7 separate regions of the Mus musculus genome follow, and regions 1, 3, 4, 5, 6 and 7 are each linked to region 2. The links are chromatin contacts, called in public HiChIP or PLAC-seq, Micro-C and promoter capture Hi-C maps. All regions are on one chromosome and are shown on one strand. The core of a region is the stretch at or near the end of the contact, and the rest is flanking DNA. Distances in the headings are between cores, read along the strand shown. Region 1 has its middle 66 kb from the start of Gm38759. Region 2 holds the start of Pctp (phosphatidylcholine transfer protein). Region 3 overlaps Tom1l1 (target of myb1-like 1 (chicken)). Region 4 holds the start of Nog (noggin). Region 5 has its middle 20 kb from the start of Gm38759. Region 6 overlaps Stxbp4 (syntaxin binding protein 4). Region 7 overlaps Stxbp4 (syntaxin binding protein 4).

The links. Promoter capture Hi-C pulls out the DNA fragments that hold promoters and counts their contacts. A called contact is a pair of places that touch in the nucleus more often than the background predicts. HiChIP or PLAC-seq counts read pairs in DNA pulled down with a chosen protein or histone mark.
Region 1: a contact with region 2 is called in a promoter capture Hi-C map of stem cell-derived epiblast-like cells, with 5 times the contacts expected there. The contact joins the enhancer-like site here to the promoter of Pctp in region 2. A contact is called at or near these places in 5 of 39 promoter capture datasets (cranial neural crest, embryonic stem cells, frontonasal cranial neural crest and 2 more), 1 of 484 Hi-C or Micro-C datasets (embryonic stem cells) and 6 of 115 datasets of contacts at active chromatin or transcription factors (astrocytes, embryonic basal ganglia, embryonic limb bud and 2 more).
Region 3: a contact with region 2 is called in a promoter capture Hi-C map of liver, with 4 times the contacts expected there. The contact joins the enhancer-like site here to the promoter of Pctp in region 2. A contact is called at or near these places in 8 of 39 promoter capture datasets (the 3T3-L1 cell line, the C10 cell line, the HPC-7 cell line and 4 more), 2 of 115 datasets of contacts at active chromatin or transcription factors (extraembryonic endoderm stem cells and stem cell-derived neural progenitor cells) and 1 of 9 other capture datasets (macrophages).
Region 4: a Micro-C map of embryonic stem cells shows a contact between it and region 2, with 2.8 times the contacts expected there. The contact joins the promoter of Nog here to the promoter of Pctp in region 2. A contact is called at or near these places in 1 of 39 promoter capture datasets (hippocampal neurons), 1 of 484 Hi-C or Micro-C datasets (embryonic stem cells), 3 of 115 datasets of contacts at active chromatin or transcription factors (astrocytes, craniofacial prominence and embryonic forebrain) and 1 of 9 other capture datasets (embryonic stem cells).
Region 5: a contact with region 2 is called in a promoter capture Hi-C map of hippocampal neurons, with 5 times the contacts expected there. The contact joins the enhancer-like site here to the promoter of Pctp in region 2. A contact is called at or near these places in 7 of 39 promoter capture datasets (cranial neural crest, embryonic stem cells, frontonasal cranial neural crest and 4 more), 2 of 484 Hi-C or Micro-C datasets (the G1E-ER4 cell line and cortical neurons) and 3 of 115 datasets of contacts at active chromatin or transcription factors (embryonic limb bud, embryonic stem cells and large pre-B cells).
Region 6: a contact with region 2 is called in a promoter capture Hi-C map of the HPC-7 cell line, with 7 times the contacts expected there. The contact joins the enhancer-like site here to the promoter of Pctp in region 2. A contact is called at or near these places in 18 of 39 promoter capture datasets (the 3T3-L1 cell line, 3T3-L1-derived adipocytes, the C10 cell line and 14 more), 1 of 15 datasets of contacts at CTCF or cohesin (the NIH/3T3 cell line), 38 of 484 Hi-C or Micro-C datasets (the AML12 cell line, the AtT-20 cell line, B cells and 29 more), 3 of 115 datasets of contacts at active chromatin or transcription factors (bone marrow-derived macrophages, embryonic forebrain and large pre-B cells) and 2 of 9 other capture datasets (adipose tissue and embryonic stem cells).
Region 7: an H3K4me3 HiChIP or PLAC-seq map of bone marrow-derived macrophages shows a contact between it and region 2, with 4 times the contacts expected there. The contact joins the enhancer-like site here to the promoter of Pctp in region 2. A contact is called at or near these places in 6 of 39 promoter capture datasets (the C10 cell line, embryonic stem cells, frontonasal cranial neural crest and 3 more) and 1 of 115 datasets of contacts at active chromatin or transcription factors (bone marrow-derived macrophages).

What each region holds. Positions count from the first base shown.
Region 1 is chr11:89,185,764-89,188,463 of GRCm38.p6, reverse strand. No RefSeq gene overlaps it. Among named protein-coding and RNA genes, the nearest start is that of Gm38759, 66 kb to the right of the region's middle. Within about 2 kb of position 1,338, at least 119 of the 459 cell types and tissues checked have an H3K27ac peak or open chromatin away from gene starts, as enhancers often do. A contact at or near this core is called in astrocytes, extraembryonic endoderm stem cells and stem cell-derived epiblast-like cells, where this site is marked.
Region 2 is chr11:90,001,469-90,004,213 of GRCm38.p6, reverse strand. It overlaps Pctp (phosphatidylcholine transfer protein), which reads left to right and starts at 1,320. Exons shown (of 6, transcript NM_008796.3): 1 at 1,320-1,512. The coding sequence starts at 1,372.
Region 3 is chr11:90,665,222-90,667,921 of GRCm38.p6, reverse strand. The region is part of intron 7 of Tom1l1 (target of myb1-like 1 (chicken)); the gene reads left to right. Among named protein-coding and RNA genes, the nearest start is that of Tom1l1, 21 kb to the left of the region's middle. Within about 2 kb of position 1,336, at least 43 of the 459 cell types and tissues checked have an H3K27ac peak or open chromatin away from gene starts, as enhancers often do. A contact at or near this core is called in the HPC-7 cell line, extraembryonic endoderm stem cells and liver, where this site is marked.
Region 4 is chr11:89,301,245-89,303,944 of GRCm38.p6, reverse strand. It overlaps Nog (noggin), which reads left to right and starts at 1,386. Exons shown (of 1, transcript NM_008711.2): 1 at 1,386-2,700. The coding sequence starts at 1,925. The coding sequence ends at 2,623.
Region 5 is chr11:89,099,848-89,102,547 of GRCm38.p6, reverse strand. No RefSeq gene overlaps it. Among named protein-coding and RNA genes, the nearest start is that of Gm38759, 20 kb to the left of the region's middle. Within about 2 kb of position 1,332, at least 142 of the 459 cell types and tissues checked have an H3K27ac peak or open chromatin away from gene starts, as enhancers often do. A contact at or near this core is called in the G1E-ER4 cell line, cortical neurons, hippocampal neurons and 1 more, where this site is marked.
Region 6 is chr11:90,613,489-90,616,244 of GRCm38.p6, reverse strand. The region is part of intron 4 of Stxbp4 (syntaxin binding protein 4); the gene reads left to right. Among named protein-coding and RNA genes, the nearest start is that of Stxbp4, 23 kb to the left of the region's middle. Within about 2 kb of position 1,359, at least 7 of the 459 cell types and tissues checked have an H3K27ac peak or open chromatin away from gene starts, as enhancers often do. A contact at or near this core is called in the G1E-ER4 cell line, the HPC-7 cell line and rod photoreceptor, where this site is marked.
Region 7 is chr11:90,557,479-90,560,178 of GRCm38.p6, reverse strand. The region is part of intron 12 of Stxbp4 (syntaxin binding protein 4); the gene reads left to right. Among named protein-coding and RNA genes, the nearest start is that of Stxbp4, 79 kb to the left of the region's middle. Within about 2 kb of position 1,383, at least 40 of the 459 cell types and tissues checked have an H3K27ac peak or open chromatin away from gene starts, as enhancers often do. A contact at or near this core is called in bone marrow-derived macrophages, where this site is marked.

The DNA of each region.
Region 1 (2,700 bases), core at 89-2,588, 820 kb after region 2:
AGATTGAGAGCCACCTTGGAATTCTGCCAGCAAGACAGCTGTCACCAGATGTAACCCTTTGACTTAATAATATCTCCAAAACAGTGAGTCAAATAAGCGTCCTCTCTTTGTTTAGGGAAAAAAAATTAAATAACACACAAGGAAGAAACTTTCCATTGGCATCTAATACTGAGCATGCCCACAATTGAGGAATTTTTAGGTCCAAGAAGAGGAAAGCAGGTCCAAACCCTGCTTGTCACAAATAAGCGCATGTGACCCGCCCATGTTAGGGGATTTGCCTCAAGCCACATAGTAGTAAAGGCTAATGAACTTATAGCCAGGGCTCCTGATTGCAAGGGTGTAGCAGGTTCTGTTGTTGAGTCTTACGGGAGGATAGTGATTGGAACAGTTTAGACTCGGTCCTCATTAAGTGGTGAGCAGCATATAATTCAGTTTACGTCTTCATGAAAGCCTGGGGGAACAGGCGCTGTCCACAGGTGAAGAAGGCTGTGATGAGGCTCAGAGGTGAGGAACCTCACTGGGGCTCACACGGCTTCTGTTGATGGAATCAGGACCTGCAAATCTGAGCTGCTGCACCATTTGACCAGTGAGCAAGTACCAGCCAAGGAGAACCCACAGTGTCCCAAGGAGGTCGCTTTATCCCTTTGAGCCAAGATTTCTGACCAGGTTAATGTGTGGAGCGTGAGGAGTGTGGCTGTGCCAGGAGTAACAAGGTGAGGAAAGGAAAGAGAGGCAAGCCTCATCAGCTACCCTCCGTCGCTACCTTCCCACGCAGGGAGCCCATGACTATCTGTCTCAACTAAGACACCAGCACACTGGATTTCCTCATTTTCTCCTTTACCTTCAAACTCCCCACCTCTTCATCAGTAGTTAAACCAGCCTCGCAGACAAGTACGAACCGTGCCAGCCCACCCTCCCCTCGGGCGGCAAAGGAAATGAACTTGGCATTTCTAGAGTCCTCACCTGGCATGAATCACGAGGCAGCCCCAAGGGACCAGGGGCAAGGCTGCCTGTCAGGCTGACGGGCCATCTCAGCTTCCCTCCCCGCATGGAAAAAGGAAGGTGCTTACAGAAGAAAAAGTTGGACTGCTGGCTATGGCCCAAAAATGACAGAGGCCCCTCGCTGCCGCTGGCTGCCCCTGGCCCAGGGAACAATAGGGAGGCGCTGTCAGGAAGTGACGCTGAAAATGTCATCCCCCTTGTACCTCCTTCAGCCCCTGGCTAAAGGAGGTTCCTGGAGGGAATATTTTTAGTTTGACAAATGAAAGCCTGGGACCGAGGACAGGAGGGATTAAGGGAGCTCTTCTCTGACACTCCTGGAGACGGAGAGATGATGAGTCAGACACAGAGGGCTTAGGCGCGACTTCGCAAGACATTCCTCAGGCGTGAGCACAGGCAGGCAGCCTCTGGAATGCCTCCCGCTGGCCGCCAGCCGGCCCTGGGCGGCGGGTGAGGAGGGGCTGGCCTGGAGAGCAGCTTCTCCGCCCTCCCCTTGGCACACTGTTGGACAGCAGCTTTGGGAGATCAAAGAGGCCGCCCCAGTGGCTTTCCGGAACTGGGATTCAAAACCCGGGGTGCACTGGGTTCGAAGCCAGCCTTTGCTGCTTCCTGGCTGGTATGGTTGGTGGTTCCTCATGTCTTCTTCTATCTCCAGTCGTCTCATCTACCAGCAGGGAATGTATTTCTGCCCCAAGAAGATGTGGAGAGGAGGTTGCAGCTTTGAAAAGGCATAGAGGGCCTGGAGAGATGATTCAGTGTATAAGAAATCTTGCTCCACAAACATGACGACCTGAGTTTGAAATCCCAGCACGCAGTTAAAACGCCGGGCATAGTTCTATGTGCCTGGAACCGGTGCACTAGAGGATGCAGAGGCAGATAGATTTCCCACACTGAGAGTGTCCAGCTGAGAGAGAGTGAGCTTCAGGTTCAGTGAGAGAGTCTATCTCAAGGCAGTAAAAGGAACATACCCAAAATCCTGCTCTGGCCTCTGCATGTGCACACATAGGCACAGACACCTGCATGCTCCTATGTGCACACACACACATACATACACACACACACACACACACACACACACACACACACACACACGTACAGGACACACACTGATATAAAGTCACCCCAGACACGGAACCCAAATCTCTCACCACAAAGAGAAGCACTTGCCATTTAGTGAGTGCTCTCTTATAAGTCACTCTGTGATCAGAGTCCTATCGCTCAACAGCTCTGGGAAGTGTACGTCATGTTCCCTTCCTTCTCACAGACACAGACCCTAGGAAGGTTCTCTGGCTTGCCTCAGGTTGTAGGGCTAACCTCTGAGATGCTGGCATAGACGGGCTCTGCCTGACTCTGAAACCCGCATCTCATGTCTCCGTGCTAGAGAATCACTGGGCACAGAGCCAGAGTGCAGACTCAAGTAGCAGGTGGGAGCAAAGGAATTGCCTGGGCTGGAGCCTGGGCCCTTGGCAGCTGGCCACTATCATTGTCACAGACCCAGGGCAATCAGTGGGCAGCCAGGAAGGTGCGGGGGGGGGGGGGTTCTTTTAAAGTCAGAACCTGCTCACTTGGGGAGAAGAGAGACTGAGGCAGCCAGCAGGCCCTAGCTGGCTTCTCACTTTTCAAACAGCTGGCTTGGGTGGGTGCTCCCAGGGACCAAGTCACTGAATAAATTCTACAACCCCCCCCCCAAAAAAAAGCAAG
Region 2 (2,745 bases), core at 71-2,570:
GTCTCTTGTTTCTTCTATGGTCCTGTTCATTCCCTTGGGCCTCTCTTAATCCATCAATATTTCTGTGGTGACAAAGTTCCGATCCCATGAAAGCACACAATCATGACTGGTCCTTTGGCAATCTTTGACAATCCTCCACATTGGTTTCCTTGTTGGATGAGTGTGAGTGGATTGCTTGTTTCAGTAATAGTTTACACCTGTGAGAAAGCTTACAGGCTACCACTAAAACTGCAAGGAAATTTGTCTTGAAGCAATCTTTCCCGTGTTTTGGAATAACTTACTTTCCTTCTGTCCTGTACAAGAAAATCCATGCTGAGGCAAATAAAACAGTGATCTGTCTGTTTTTTGGCAAATGTGACCGTGGGGCTTTTGTAAACTGGCTTTCAATAGTTTTTTTTTTTAACCACTTTTTTTCCCCTTCTAGTATTGAAAAAATTGTGTTTCAGTTTATTCCTGAAAAACAAGAGGGAATGATCATTAAATACCACTTTGGTAGGCACTGGGATATTCTACGGCCCTCGACTATTTAAGGCAGCACAGTCTTTGACCCATTTTACAGATTAGGCAATTTGGCTTTCCAGGCGGTCTTGGCAATTGAGTGGTGTTTGCACTTATCTTTGAACTCCCTACTTTACTCAAAGCCAGGGTTGCAGATTTCGGCTGAGTAAGACTCAAATGAACAAAAAGATCTTTGAGTTGCAAGACCTAAATTATGCAAGCTGCAGAAATCCAGGTACCTTATCTTTCATATCATTTGTACCCACAAAAATCTTGTCCATTGTGATCTGATTTCTTAATTGTGACTTCCTTGCCCTTCTGCTGATTCTAAGGGATTGATTCACAAAACACGGTTTCAAAATGTATACCAGAAAGAAGAGCATTTTTAAAAAATTATATATATATATAAAACTAGCATCTGACCTCTGAGACTTTCAAGCATTTGTGTTCGGTCCCTCTCCCCAAATGTCTTCCAGAGACCTTTCCACCTTCAGAGAGGTAGGGGGTAGGAATCTCACGCAGGTTTGAAGGGTGTGGAGGTGAGTATAGGATGTGCTGGCCCTACTTCCAGAAGTTTCCCTACTTCTTCAGCCCTTCCTTCTTTCTCCAGATAAGCGACAGCTTTTTTTCTAGTATTTTTTAACTCGGCATTCTTCTTAACCTTTGCTTAGCCCCGCCTGTCTTCAGATCTGGAACCGCCCTCTTAACCTCCGCTCCCCACCCCCGCCCTCCCACGTCCCGCCTCCTCGACCAAGTCCCGCCTTCTCTCTTCCCTGCCAATCAGGTTGGGGTCACCTTGTGACCCCGCCCCCGATCTCTCTAAGGGCCAGTGAGTGACCTGCGCTCCGGGCGCTGTATCCTGGCTGCGGAAGGATGGCGGGGGCCGCATGCTGCTTCTCGGACGAGCAGTTCCGGGAGGCTTGTGCTGAACTCCAGAAACCGGCGCTGACCGGGGCCGATTGGCAGCTCCTGGTAGAGGCCTCAGGCATAACCATCTACCGGCTGCTGGACCAGGTAGCAACTGACCTGCCCGCTGGAGGAGGTCAGGGGCCTGGGCCCCCTGGTTAGGACTCGCCAAGGGTACTCCACTGCTCTGCAGGGGTGACTAGGCTCCTTGGAGCTACTTTACCCTGTGTAGATCTTATGCGGCTGGCAGGTTGTCCGAGCTCAGCCTCAGGTCATTCCTGTTGCTAGACTTCTGAGTTGTAATTTATGTTTTACTCTGCAGCGTTTGCAAAAAAAATCAAACGGCCTGGGAGTAGGGAATTGTATTTAACGGCTCGTGGTTGAAGATGGGGCGAGGTGCCAAAGAAACCCACCCGGTCTAGGATCTGGACTTTCACTGGGAGTGGGTATAACGGGTCCAATACAGGGTTTCCGAGATCGAGCTGGAGTGGCGTGCCCGTGGACATATAGGAGTGTGTGTTTATCTACATTCACAAGAGAGAGGCATTTGGCAGCAATCAGCTGATAGAAAACAGAAAATGAGTAGTTTGGAAGTTTAGCCCAACTTCAGTCCGTTTGTTTGCTAGGAAAATTGAAACATTGGTCTATTCATTCCTACACCATGCCAGTGTCTGCAGAGAACATGTTTCCTTTTGCCAGATGGGTGCCAGTTCTGTATGGGGTACAGAAGGGCCATGTCCTGAGGCAGGTAGGAAAGAGACAAGACTCATGGACTGGATGTTCAGAGCTGGCCAAGAGGTAACAGTAGCAATTCCATCAATTTAGTGACTGTCTTCTGTGTGGGTGTGATCTAATTTTAAGGTCTATTTAATAATTCGGTTGTGAAACTTCATGCAGAAAGAGCAATGGAGGCCGGAGGAGGAGTGTAGTTGGTTGTTAAGCATCTTGAGGCATCTTAAGAAGCCATTGGAACCAAGTAGCTAGTCAGGTGGGAGAAACTGGAGGTTTGGCATCAGTTGCTTTGCTGTAGGCAACAGAAGTTCCTTGGCACAAGATCAGACTGGTATAGCAAAGGATTCCAAATACTGATCTATTATGGGAGCCTTGGCTTTCACAGGTGAAGGAAGCAGACATGGAGGAATGGCGTAACTGTGTCACAGAGGCAGAGAAGTTCAGGACAGATGCAGTTGGAGGGTTTATAACCTAGTGCGAGACATTTGTGGAACAAGTTGGATTAGACGGAACTGTGTGAAGGTGGATGGCGTTTCTGGCGTGCAGAGGTGGCCTCCCTACAGCTGAGGTCACCCAAGCTTCGTCTGTGAGGTTACATCGCAGCCTGGA
Region 3 (2,700 bases), core at 87-2,586, 660 kb before region 2:
AAAATTTGTAGCTTGTATCGCTAACAAGTATGTTAAATTAAAATTTAACCGCAAATATCAAAACGAAAGGGCATGTGGCAGGTAACAATTTTTTTCAAATTTACTGCATCAGTATTTCTAGTTTAACATGATCTTCCCAAACCTGCTCTAAGCCTAAAATGAAGTGTTTTATGACTTTCCTCCCATTTTTCTTACCCAGCCATAGCAAACAATCCTTTAATAAAAATGTATGTGGAAACGTTCCACTTAAGTATGTGAACCGAGTTTTATATGTTATTCCGTTAAGAACAATGTCTTCTGGTCTTGGCGTGCGGGTGCAGATGTGGAGTGGTTTTCAAGTATGATGGTCATTTGCTGGTTGCTGTGCTGATGCCAGAGTCCAGGACACTTGTGTAATGAGTCAACATTAGAGTCCAGCCCATGTTCACCTCTGACGCAGATAAGCTTGATTACAAAGACTATACAATATTTAACTTTAATTTTCTTCTTGTGCTTTTTGTAAGTAATACATAAAGACCTGGTGTGAACAAAGCTGTTCCTAATTCCTTTTGCCATATATTTTTTTAATCCTATTTAACTTTTTTTATTCTAATCAACTAGTATGGCTAAGACAATGAACCTTGAGTATTCCTCTGTGGAGAGAAATGATAGGAACCTCTGTTTAAAGATAAATACTTATTACCGTGACCAACAAAGGTTGACTTGAGATGAAAAGAGTGATTCTTTAGATTCTTCGTTTTTACTGTTTGTAATTTTCTTCTGCCTATCTGAACTCTGGGGACCAATAGCAGGTCAACCCTGGGTGTTGAGAGATAAATGCCACTTTCTGATTGGCCACCTTCTCATAGAACCGTAGGAGACTCTGGAGGCTCAACATGAGCCTAGGTTGTCATTGCAGAGGGTAGAAGTGCACACAGTGAATGATATCCAGAACATGGTCCTACCCCTCCCTCCTATAACGTACCAGCAAGCCCTACTAGTTGAACCCTGTCAGAAACCAGTGGCCAGTGAGGTCCTTATGCTGCAGCCATTGAATCTGGAAGAAGAACGGGTGGGAAGTAGTTATTAGCAAATAGGAGAAGTCTCCACTCAAAACTGGTTGGGACTTTTCCGCACATCCACCTAACCAGGGACTTTTTGCTAACACAAAGGCCTCTTGTTTCCTGTCCTTCCATTCACACTTTACCAGAGACTCCATTTGTATGCAACTTGTTCTCTGTGTCCTGTCTGAAATGTATTTCCGTGGAAGTCTTCCCCTGTTCCTCCAGCCTATGTGAGGCCCATAGCTGACTCACAGGGCTCCTGTACTTTGGGAGACTCAGGGAGGTTGCAGCCTCTCTTTTCCTTACAGCTGTGTGACAGTGGACTTAGAACCTCACAGGGTGGAGACCGGATTCCTTTGGCCTGTATAGAGGGGGAGGGCTGAGAGGCTGCAGTCAGACTGATTTAAGAGTCTGATATGGGCACAGGAATATAGAATGGCAATGTATCTTTCCTGGATTTACTTCCTTGGCATTGCACACTTGGCTTTGGGCACTTTGCTCTGACCCTGAGCAGCTAGTTTTCTTCTAGGTATTTCCTCTTTCTGCCTGCCCCCCTACCCGCTTCTTCTTTTCTTCCTTTTACCATTTTTAAGACAAGATCTTGTACTGCTGACCTGTCTGGCCTTGCACCCACAGCCTTCCAGCCTCAGCTTTTTGAGTTGAGCCACAGGTATATGCCATACCTAGTGGGCTTTCTTTTCTTGCTTTGCCCAGCCTCTCTAGGACAGAGGAGAAGAAGAAAGGGAACTCTGATTTTGAAAGTGTAAATAGAGAAAGCTTTGAGTTAGCTTACTGGAGGAGTATAAGATCTTGAGAAACTAAAATTTGATCCTCAGAAGATAATCTGAAACCCAGTTGGCGGGGTGGGAGTGGGGGACCCTGAAAGTAAAGAAAAAGGGGCAAAGAAAAGAAAGGGAAGGAAAAGCACTTGTCCTTTGGCCGTTCTCATTGTTGTCACCATTTGTAAGAAATAGAGCAGAAGAGACTTTTATAGTGTGTCTTGGAGTCTGTCTCCTTCTCTTTAGCGATGAGGTAGCATAGTTAGAAAGGGGCCAATTCGTGCGCAGGAGAGCAACACGCTGTAGGTAGAATTGGATAAATAACCTGCTCTCCCGAGCAAATGTCTCTCTGGACCAATTCACTTCTAGTTTGGAAGCCAAGGACTGGCTGTAGATGGCTAGCCTATGGCCCTTTGCTACGGGCCTGAATAGTTCTGTGGCTTGTTTGGAAAGAACCCGAAGGTAGCACCTAAGGCCTCTGCTTTTGAAGTCATTGCAATGTAATTGAGAAACCTGGGGTCCCCTTTGAAAGTTTTTAGTCTTGTAGATGAAAGAAATTCAAAGGTAACCCAGAAGTTTGAGAACACAACAGCACAGACTAATGGGCTGGCAGCAGCTGCAAGGAGGGTGATGGAGCCAAGAAAGTGGGGAAAGTAAGCAAGCTCAGCCCATGGAATTCTGAGCAGCTGCTTGGGAGGTGGGGCGAGAGGGGGTTCGACAGGGGGCGGGGAGTAATCAGGGCAAGCAGGCTTAGGATTCTGGCAGATGTTTGGAATGGGAAAGAGGGAGAAGAAAAAGCTTTCAGAGTTAGAAAGGGCCGCCGTCTTACCCTTGAGCGTTAGGAAGCAATGCACAGAGGGAATGGTATCTAAAGTATG
Region 4 (2,700 bases), core at 137-2,636, 700 kb after region 2:
GAGTGGACAGCATCCAGAACTAGGGTACCTTATTTCTAGTATACATTTCCTTTTCTAGTCACCACTCTCTGCCCACTGAGGCTGTTTGCCCCAGCCAGATGATGCAAACCTGTGTACTTGTGAAATCGAAGTACCTTGGAGGAAAATCTCAGGATCTTTGTTTACACTAAGTCTGGAGATCTATGAGAAAGCATTCAAAAGCATAAAGTGCCTGTCAGTGTGTAAATATGGCACAGATGCGCACACACACACACACACACACACACCAGCCAGAACTAAATGCAGGGATCACAAAGGGCCAGCAGAGGGCGCGCCGCCCCCAGGGAGGTGAGAGCTAGTTGTACCAAGCAGCGAAGATTAGGAGAGCCACAGGCTAGGAGGATGTACCTCTATCTCCCCGCCACTCACCCGGTAGGACTAGGCGAAGGAGGAGGGTGAGAAGACCCCCGACTCCCCGCTTCGTGGATCTGAGGGGCAGAGAAGGGGTGCTACCTAGAAATTACATCACGCTGCGCAACGCTGCGGCTCTTGGTGTGTGTGTGTGTGTGTGTGTGTGTGTGTGTGTGTGTGTGTGTGTGTGTGTGTGTGTGTGTTGGGGGGAGGGGACTTACCCCAAGCCCGAGAGAGAGAGAGAGAGAGAGAGAGAGAGAGAGAGAGAGAGAGAGAGAGAGAGAGAGAGAGAGAGTGTAAAAAAGACACGCACCCGGGAAAATGCTCCATGCACATGGAGAAATTTCTTGCTAGGAACTGCACTGGAAACCGGGCCCCCGGCATCTCCCTGCTGCTCCCCTCCCGGTACAAATCACTCAGCTAGTGAGAGTCCCCCAGCCCCACCTCGACAACCCCACACCCCTCAACTCCAGCCCTGCACCCTCCAGCCTGGCTCCAGCGCCGCCACGAGCTTTCCCCGGGACTGGCCCTGGCGGGGCGCCTAGAGCCCCATTGCATTGCTCCAGGAGAAAGGAGGGGGGCGGTGCATTTTGTAGGAGGAGGAGAACCGGGGCGGGGGTTGGGGGGGGGAGAGAAAATTGCGCGGAGACCTGCCAAGCGCCACCGCCGCCGCCGCCACCGCCGCTGCCGCGCCGCCGCCGCCTGTGAGCTCCGGCGGGCAGCCTGACTGTCGGCTTCCCGGGGCATCTGGGTCCGGCGGGGCACAGTCCTGGGCGCTGCCGGAGCCGCCGCCGCCGCCGCCGCCGCGGCGACCAGTGCAGTCGCTTTCCCCCCGAGCCCGTGCGTCTCCGGCTCCTCGCGGGTGGAGGAGTTGGGGGTGGGGTTGTTGTTTGGGGGGAAGAAGGGGGAGGGGGCAACGCGGAGAGAGAGTCAGTGGTTTCCATGGTGATGGAGCTGAAAGTGCAGGAAATTTAAAGGCTTGGACCCTGCGAGACAGACAAACCGGTGCCAACGTGCGCGGACGCCGCCGCCGCCACCGCCGCCACCGCCGCTGGAGTCCGCCGGGCAGAGCCGGCTGCGCTGCCCGGAGCAGGCAGAGAGAAGTGGCCCAGGACCCGCTCTACCGGAGGCTCCGCACAGAGAAACAAGACGCCGAGCGACCGGAGGAGGAGGAGGGAAAAGGCTCGTCCACGCGCCCTGCGCCGCCGGCAGCCCGGGAGAACAGCGAGGAGCCGGCGCCCCCAGCGCCCCACGGTCGCGCTGGAGTAATCTCGGATGCCCGACCGCGGCCGCCTTCCCAAGTAGAGCGGCGGGGGGGAATTGCGACCAACTCGTGCGCGTCTTCTGCGCCGCGGCGGGAGCCGGCGCTGCGCGAACGGCTCTCCTCGCGGCTCATGCTGCCTGCCCTGCGCCTGCTCAGCCTCGGGTGAGCCACCTCCGGAGGGACCGGGGAGCACGGCAGCGCCGCGGACTCGGCGTGCTCTCCTCCGGGGACGCGGGACGAAGAGGCAGCCCCGGGGCGCGCGCGGGAGGCATGGAGCGCTGCCCCAGCCTGGGGGTCACCCTCTACGCCCTGGTGGTGGTCCTGGGGCTGCGGGCAGCACCAGCCGGCGGCCAGCACTATCTACACATCCGCCCAGCACCCAGCGACAACCTGCCCCTGGTGGACCTCATCGAACATCCAGACCCTATCTTTGACCCTAAGGAGAAGGATCTGAACGAGACGCTGCTGCGCTCGCTGCTCGGGGGCCACTACGACCCGGGCTTTATGGCTACTTCGCCCCCTGAGGACCGACCCGGAGGGGGCGGGGGACCGGCTGGAGGTGCCGAGGACCTGGCGGAGCTGGACCAGCTGCTGCGGCAGCGGCCGTCGGGGGCCATGCCGAGCGAGATCAAAGGGCTGGAGTTCTCCGAGGGCTTGGCCCAAGGCAAGAAACAGCGCCTGAGCAAGAAGCTGAGGAGGAAGTTACAGATGTGGCTGTGGTCACAGACCTTCTGCCCGGTGCTGTACGCGTGGAATGACCTAGGCAGCCGCTTTTGGCCACGCTACGTGAAGGTGGGCAGCTGCTTCAGCAAGCGCTCCTGCTCTGTGCCCGAGGGCATGGTGTGTAAGCCATCCAAGTCTGTGCACCTCACGGTGCTGCGGTGGCGCTGTCAGCGGCGCGGGGGTCAGCGCTGCGGCTGGATTCCCATCCAGTACCCCATCATTTCCGAGTGTAAGTGTTCCTGCTAGAACTCGGGGGGGCCCCCTGCCCGCGCCCAGACACTTGATGGATCCCCACCAACGCCCCCCCTACCCCCACCACCTCC
Region 5 (2,700 bases), core at 83-2,582, 900 kb after region 2:
GAAATGGCAGCAAAGACTGCAGATTCTATGTCCAGTGTCTCTGAAGACCCAGCCCCTGTGGCCATCTTTTCAGGTCAGGCCTGAATCCCAGCTCTGACTCATCCTTTCTCTCCAGAGAGCTGCAGCCATCACCCTAGCCTTAGAAGCTTAGTCTTGGTAGGGAGAGCACGGAAAGGTTCATAGGATTTCCAGCCACACACGTGAGCATGTGTTCCATGCAGTGTATAGAATGCAGGTGCAGCAGAGCTGTCCCAGAAGGGAGAGACCTGCCACATGATGAGAGGCCAGGTCTGCAGCCCTGCCTGGTGCTTGCCAGATTCTAGAACTGGAGGTCTACTAGTTACCCCAACACACACCCAGGCTCCACCCGCCAGTCTATAAAGTGATCATGATGGGAAGATGGAATCCTTGGCCGGATCTCCTGGTATCCGTGTGAAATAAGAGAAAGCAGAGAGAGTCCAGTTGATGTGGAATTCACTCGGTATGCATTGGCCAATAGTTGCAGTAGAGGAATTAAGGCTATTGTTCTTTAATCTTTTCATCTATATTTCTATTATCATTATTGTTGTGGTTGTTGTTATTCCCTACTGCCGATGAAAATGTATCAGGCATCGTACCTGAGATACAAAGAAGAATGTGGCAGGGCTGGAGAGATGGCTCAGTGGTTAAAGGGCACTGACTGCTCTTCCAGAGGTCCTGAGTTCAATTCCCAAGCAACCACATGGTGGCTCACAGCCATTTGTAATGGGGCCCAATGCATTCTTCTGGTGTGTGTCTGAAGACAGCTACAGTGTAGTCATATAAATAAAAATAAGTAAATCTTTAAAAAAAAGAGAATGGGGCAGCCTAGCCAGTCTTCGGGTGCTCACTGTATGTGATTCAAGTTCAGAGAAAGTTCATCATTAACCCAATGGCAGGCAGGTGGAATTCTTAAAGAACTAGAAAAGATGTGATGGAGGATGACAAAGAAGCCGAGGCAAGGAGACGGCTTATCCCTGTCCCACCTGGCCAGCCAGCGGTTGGACTCGAGGATAAAAATCAACACAGCCCAGATTCTGCGTATGTTCCAAGCTCCGGCCCTGAAGTCTTATTTCCAGAGGCCATTCTTGACAAAGGGATAACTAATTGCCAAAACGAAACCAGATCAAAGTGGATAGTTTTCTTTTTATGCCCAGTGATTTGTCTAGTTAGCCAGACTGGGGATAAAACCGAATGTGTCACTGTACGGAGATACCAGAAAGTGAAAGGCGAGGGAAGCTCGCTCGAGGCAGGACTTCTTATCCGCCCCGCCGCCCCTTCCAAGAGTCTCCTCGGGTGGAATCCTGTAGTCTGTCTCCTGGGAGCGGTTCGCTCTCCAGAAAATATGACACTATTTCCTGCCCTTGTTTGTTAACACACCCCGTCACCATCCGCCTCGGTTTCATGTAACTGCCAAGCGGTATTAACACCCTCCTCCTCGCTGAGGCAGAAAATAGAAAAGGAAGAATTCAACAGACACCCCCTTCCCCCGTGTCATCCTCAGAGGCACCAAGATAACCAGGCCAGAAACCACAATTGGAGCTATGCTCCCTCCGCCCAGGCACGCTAAAGACAGCCAGTTTAACCACCTTCTGCATTTTCCTTCAAAGAGAAAGTGTGTTATTTAGGCTATTTAGACTCTCTTCCTTGCAACAGAGAAATTTTTTCTGTTGTTGTTGTTGTTGCTGCTGCTGCTGCTGCTGCTGCTGCAGTGGTGGTGATTTTTTGTTTTGTTTGTTTGTTTTGTTTTGTCCAAATACAAAGCAAGAGGGGGAACTGTCAGCAGGAGTCTGCAACAATCAGGTGAGCCGCCCGCTGGCGCCTGCAGCGGAGACACACTGACCCCTAGTGGCCAGCCGAGCCCTTACAGTCCTGGGCCCACCCTTGCTCAGTAAACTAGCCCTTGTCACAGGCAATCCCCGAGTGCGCCTTGAGTGGGTGTGGCCCGTGCTGTGTCTCCACCACCTGACCCAGCATACTTATGCACACGTGCACTCACACACTCCTTTTCCCTTTTTCCTTCTGAACAATAGAAGCAATTTTCCCTCCTTTAGACCATTCCAGAGAACAATTTCCTAGGTACCTTAGGAGTGGCTCCTAGGCTCAGCAGGTTTCTAAATTCTGGGGGAGTTCATAAGAAAGGTAAGTGTGAGTCGGGCGTGGTGGCGCATGCCTTTAATCCCAGCACTTGGGAGGCAGAGGCAGGTGGATTTCTGAGTTCGAGGCCAGCCTGGTCTACAAAGTGAGTGCCAGGACAGCCAGGGCTATACAGAGCAACCCTGTCTCAAAAAGACCAAGAAAAGAAAAGAAAAGAAAAGAAAAGAAAAGAAAAGAAAAGAAAAGAAAAGAAAAGAAAAGAAAAGAAAAGAAAAGAAAAGAAAAGAAAAGAAAAGAAAAGAAAAGAAAAGAAAAGAAAAGAAAAGAAAAGAAAAGAAAAGAAAAGAAAAGATAAATGTGTGTCGTCCCCCCCCACCCTCACCCCACCCCACCCCCATATAACCCGGGGCTGGGGAGATGGTTCAGTGAATAAGAGCACTTCCTGCTCAGGTATGAGGATCTGAGTTCCAATCTCTTAGCACCCATGTGAAAACCAGAAAGAGTGCTGAAGTGATTAAAGCACTGGCCGTCCAAACATTGAGTTTTGATAAGGTAGAACCCACGGAAACGCCAGGTGGGTACCCC
Region 6 (2,756 bases), core at 110-2,609, 610 kb before region 2:
TTTCAGAATTTTATGTGTCCTTTAACTTGACTATAATTTATTAAAACTCCTCTCTCTCTCTCTCTGTCTGTGTGTGTGTGTGTGTGTGTGTGTGTGTGTGTGTTTGTACTTGATTTTCTATGTCTTGACTAAATGTGTGTAGTACCTATGGATGCCCGAAGAGGACGACAGGTGTTCTGTAGCAGAATTCTTGTTAGCTCTTGTAGCTATACACTGAGAACAGCCCCACAGGTCCTGAGTAAGGAGAGGCGAGGATCTGAAAGCCCTTTCTCCCGCATGAGCTGGTCTCTGGCAGTCTAGAGCCCTCCGAGGCCGCCTTAAGCCTCTTGCTAACCTCAGCACTCCCTTGATCAGCTCTAACTTCCTGGTACAAATCTCCACTTAGTTCTCCTAGAGGGGTCCTAGGTGCAGCACTTCTGAGGCACAATCTGTGATGCTTAACCTCGCACCTTCCTCTCCTTTCTTCCCAAACAACGGCCTCTTTTCAATGGCTGTTCAGAGTCATGTCCTTCCTCCCATATCATTAAGATGTACCAGTTATCTTAGTATATACTGCTGACCTTTTTACTCTCTGTCTCTTAAACCCATTAATCAGTCAGGCAGCGCGCGCATGCACAAGCTTGTGTGTGTGTGTGTGTGTGTGTGTGTGTCTGTCTGTCTGTCTGTCTGTCTGATATAAGCACATGTGTGTATATTTGCTGGTACAATTACATGTATGTGTACACGAAAATGATGGAGGCCAAGGTTAATGTCAACCATCTTTATTTGTCACTCTCTACCTTAATTTTTGAGACAAAGTCTCTTACTGCTCTTAGATCTGGCTAATTAAGCTAGTCTGGCTAGAGCCCATTGCCTATCTCTGCCTTCCCAGCACTGGAATTGCATACACTTTATTATGTGTGTGATGGGGGTCTGTACTAGGGTTCTCCTGCTTGCAGAAAGGTGGGGTTTTTTTTTTTGGCTGAGCCATCTCTCTAGGCTCTGTCTTTAGGTTGTCATTGGCTTTTGTTGCAACTCTCAGTAGCTTTATCTACTCTTAATGCACCTTGCCTATTTCCTCTCCCACAAAGCTACCTTAGTATTATTAGTAACCTGTACGCCCCTGTGTAGACTGCTTCTGCCTTCAGCTCTTCTTTTCTCTAGCTCTACCCTTACAAGCTTGTCTTCCCTCTTTCTGAAAGAGCCATTCCTTCCTTATCTCGGTCTAGGTATATTGTTTCAGGACCAGTGCCTCCTTCTCATTCTACTGTTCCAGATATCAGTTTATAAAGCAGTTGGCAAAGGACTTGTTTCCTGTCCTCCGGTGCAAGTGCAGATAAGGCCAGGTTTTGTTTTTCCTGTATGTGTGGCTAGTTCTTGTTCCAGTGCTTCCTATCAGCTGACTCGGTGTCTAATGGTGCATCTGTGTCCCTGATCGCTTTAGCTCAGTCTAACCATTGCTCATTGTACCTCTTGATGGCAAAGACTCCATCCGATTTCTTCATCATCGTCATTCCCTTAGTGGGAGTCACTCAGATACTATTAATGAATGGCTTTGCCACAGTCATTCTGTCACAGTTCTCTCCACTATCCACTGCCACCAGCTTCCTTCCAGACCAAGGTTCATCTCCTTAGCCCTGTGTATCAGAGCATTGATAACATTTTAAATTGTTTGAATGATTGTTTTTCTCTCATTGCTAGTAACATAAAGAAGAACGCTTCTGTGTTGATTTGAAGGAACTTTGTGTATTGCATATAGTTGATCCTTAAGACATGTTCAAAATACATAGAAAAGCTCTCTATAGAACATGCACATGTAGCTATGTACTCTGCCTGTTTGCCTGGAAGAGTATATTTCCTCTCCTGCCTCTGAAATTGCAATGGCCCTCTGAGCCACTGCCATAGTATCCTCGGCAGCATTCTTCCTCGCCACATAAAGACATAATCTCATACAGCTATTTGTCATTTTACGTTTGATCGATTGAACAATTTATGTCAAGCTTGTAAGTAAAGACAAAGGTGCCACTGACATAAGTGCCCACGTTAGTAATGGTCACAAACTGGGGAGGGCCATATTTCACTTTCCGATTGTAGCTCCTTGGAGCATATGCTAAACACATTGCTGAACTAGGGTTAAAGCATTTGGATGCATGGGAGGGCAAAGCTTCTGGTAGACAGAGCCCAGTCCCATTGGTGCACACTGAGGGAGCAGTAGCCAAGACAGTTCACGTTGCAATGTCACGCTCTTCTTTGATGTCATTATTGTTTCCATTATGGTATAGCGTGATGATTTCCCAGAGCTCTGTCCTGGACCGCATTCATTTATTAGTGAGCTGTTATATTTTTTGCAGTGTGCAGGGGAAACAACCATGATGCCCTGATCTAGCCAACCATAGGAGTGAGCGAATAGTCTGAGAGTTAGCTGTATTAGTATCAAGATGTCTGGTTTCGAAGAGGGTAGAATTGGGTGTGAGTAAGGGGACAGTAGAAAGTCAGTGCTCTAATACAGGGAAATAACGTATATTTGTTCAGCAAAGATAGCATTTGAGCCTGGCGGTGGGGGTGTGACGGTTATTCTTGTAGAGAAATAGGGTAGATGCTAGCATTGTTGAGTGGCCATGTATAAAATCCTGGAAACATTAGCTGGTTTGGGGACCGTCCTCTGAAAAGCTTGAGGAACTTGTATGCTATAATGGAAGGTAGAATGAAGCTAGAAAAGGGGGGTTGCAGTTAGCTTCGAACAGGCTCGGAAAGCTAAGGCATATACCAAGCATTCC
Region 7 (2,700 bases), core at 134-2,633, 560 kb before region 2:
AGGACACAAGCTGCCTTTCATAATAGTCTATTTCCATCCAGCTTACCTCCCTGGGATTCCCCTGGACTATTGTATAGATCCACAGATTGTTCTTTTTGTTTTGTTTCTGAGAGCATTATAAAACTAGTTTTCTCTAAAGAAGGTTGGTGGATTGTTCCAGTGTTGCCTTCCTGGTTGTGATATTCTATTAGCATGCACGGTGTAACCATTGGCTGAGATTTTATGGACACAAGCGTTTCAAGACAAACAAAAGTAATCTGAAAACCATTATAAAGCACTTATAATGTTGGACAGCAGTGGGATTAAAGAAGCTTATGGAATAAATATAGCTAGGTTTATTTTTCAGCATTAATTTTCTTTTGTGTGTGTGCGTGTAATGAGAAAATTACTTCTCTTTTCACTACCATTAGACTCTGCACTAGAAACTGCCTAAGGTAAGGAAAGCTTACTTGAAAAAGGAGCAGGAAACCTGGTTTCCCAGCGTTCCAGTCGTCATTCGTGTTTGCATAGACATCATTTGTACTTAGTGATTCACTGGCAGTGCATGCAGCAAACTTCAGTGTTTCTATAGCTATGGTATGATTGCTGTATCTCCACAGAGTCTACTGTGTTGCAAGCCTGGTATTCAGGGTAACAATATAAGCACACGATAGAACCATTAAAAAGTAGAAAGATCCTTAGATCGTGGGTCATGCCCTGGATGTTCTTATGGGACCTTTGTCTCTCCATGCCAATTCACCTTCTCACAGGTGGCCCATCTCACTTTCCCAACCTTTGAACATAAAACGCCAACAACTAACTAACCCCTTCTTTACAAGTCACCCCACTCAAATATTTCATAGCAGGGAAAACTAATATAATTGTCTATTTCAGAGTCCTATTCCCAAGTAGTTATGCTCATTTCATATAGAAAAGATCTTGGTGTTAGAAGGATTCCAAGACAGACATTTTTCTGTCTTTTCTGTATTATAAAGTTATTTTAATTGTGTTGGCTTAATTAGACACCATTTTCAGTGTTGGGGAATTTGGGAGCAAAGTGATGGTATTCTTCATAGAGACCCGCAATTAGTTTCTTTATACCATTTCCTATAGGAGGTTTCCCTATGAGAAACTCGTGAAGATGGGGTTCCATACAATGCATGGAGGGAGCACCATTTAGGTTACACTTTAGACGTCTGTGTAGATGCTAAACATTTTTTTTTAAGTGTTGGAGCAATATATAATAGTTGGACTGACAAACAAGAACATTTGATCCAAGGAGGAAGTTGTTTCAAGGAGGAAGTAGTGATAAGGCGGCTGATTCTATTAACGTCTTATCTTGGCAGTTTGCTGTGTAAAAAATAGTCTCAGTAGTTCTACAGTCGTATGGGACTCGTGACATCGTAGTAATGATTTATTCACAAAACGCTGACAAGTTAAAAACAAAACTCGCCTGGTCATGTCTGACCCCACATAAGTATTGTTTAGAAATCTGCATTGGTTTATTGTCTTTTTGCATTATATATGAAGAGATTGCCTCTGCCTGAGTTCCTGAATAACTAGAGATCTGCTTCACAGCTCTTGGGTATTAATGGCATGTGTACTCAGTGATTCACCTAAAGTGCATGCAGCATTTTAAGCAAGCTTTAGCAAACCCAAGTGTTGCCATGGCTACAGCACTGTTACAGTATATCTATCCCCCCAGAGGTCCCTGGGTTGGAAGCCCAGTGTTCAGGGTAAAGATTTAAACGGCTGATAGAACCATTAAAAAGTGGGATGGCCTAGTCACAGGGAATGGTCATGGATGCTCCTAAGGGACCCTTGCCTCTCTGTGCTGTTGCTCCTTCTCAAGCCTAGTTTCACACACACACACACTTGCTGGTCTGGCAGAATGACACTACTGGCTTCTGCACACGGTGCTTGGCTAACTTGCATCTCCTCTCTTGCTTTTTAAATTTCCTCTATCATACACTTCATCCCATTTCCTCACATTAGTATACAAGATCTCTTTCTTTAGATATTTTCTTTATTTACATTTCAAATGTTATCCCGAAAGTTCCCTATACCCTCCCCATGCCCTACTCCCCTACCCACCCACTCCCACTTCTTGGCCCTGGTGTTCCCTGGGGCATATAAAGTTTGCAAGACCTAAGGGGCCTCTCTTCCCAATGATGGCCGACTAGACCATCTTCTGCTACATATGCAGCTAGAGACATGAGCTCTGGGGGTACTGGTTAGTTCATATTGTTGTTCCACCTATAAGGTTGCAGACCCCTTCAGCTCCTTGGTTTGGAGCTAAGTCAAAAGGATGGACCATCCAGAGACTACCCCACCCAGGGATCCATCCCATAATCAGCCACAAAACCCAGACACTATTGCATATGCCAGCAAGATTTTGCTGAAGGGACCCTGATATAGCTGTCTCCTGTGAGGCTTTGCCAGTGCGTGGCAAATACAGAAGTGGATGCTCAGTCAGCTATTGGATGGATCACAGGGCCCCCAATGGAGGAGCTAGAGAAAGTACCCAAGTTCTATTTCTGTAGGAGACATTGACTCCGTTTCTCGGAACCCTAACATGAGATATTTAACTTGTACAAAAGCCCCTTCTCCCATTTAATAAACACTAAAAGTTTTGTGTTGTCGATTTACTTTTACTTTTTTTCTTTTAAAATCAGTGCAACTGTTTATTTCTGGCCATATTTCAGATGTGTATTTACCCAG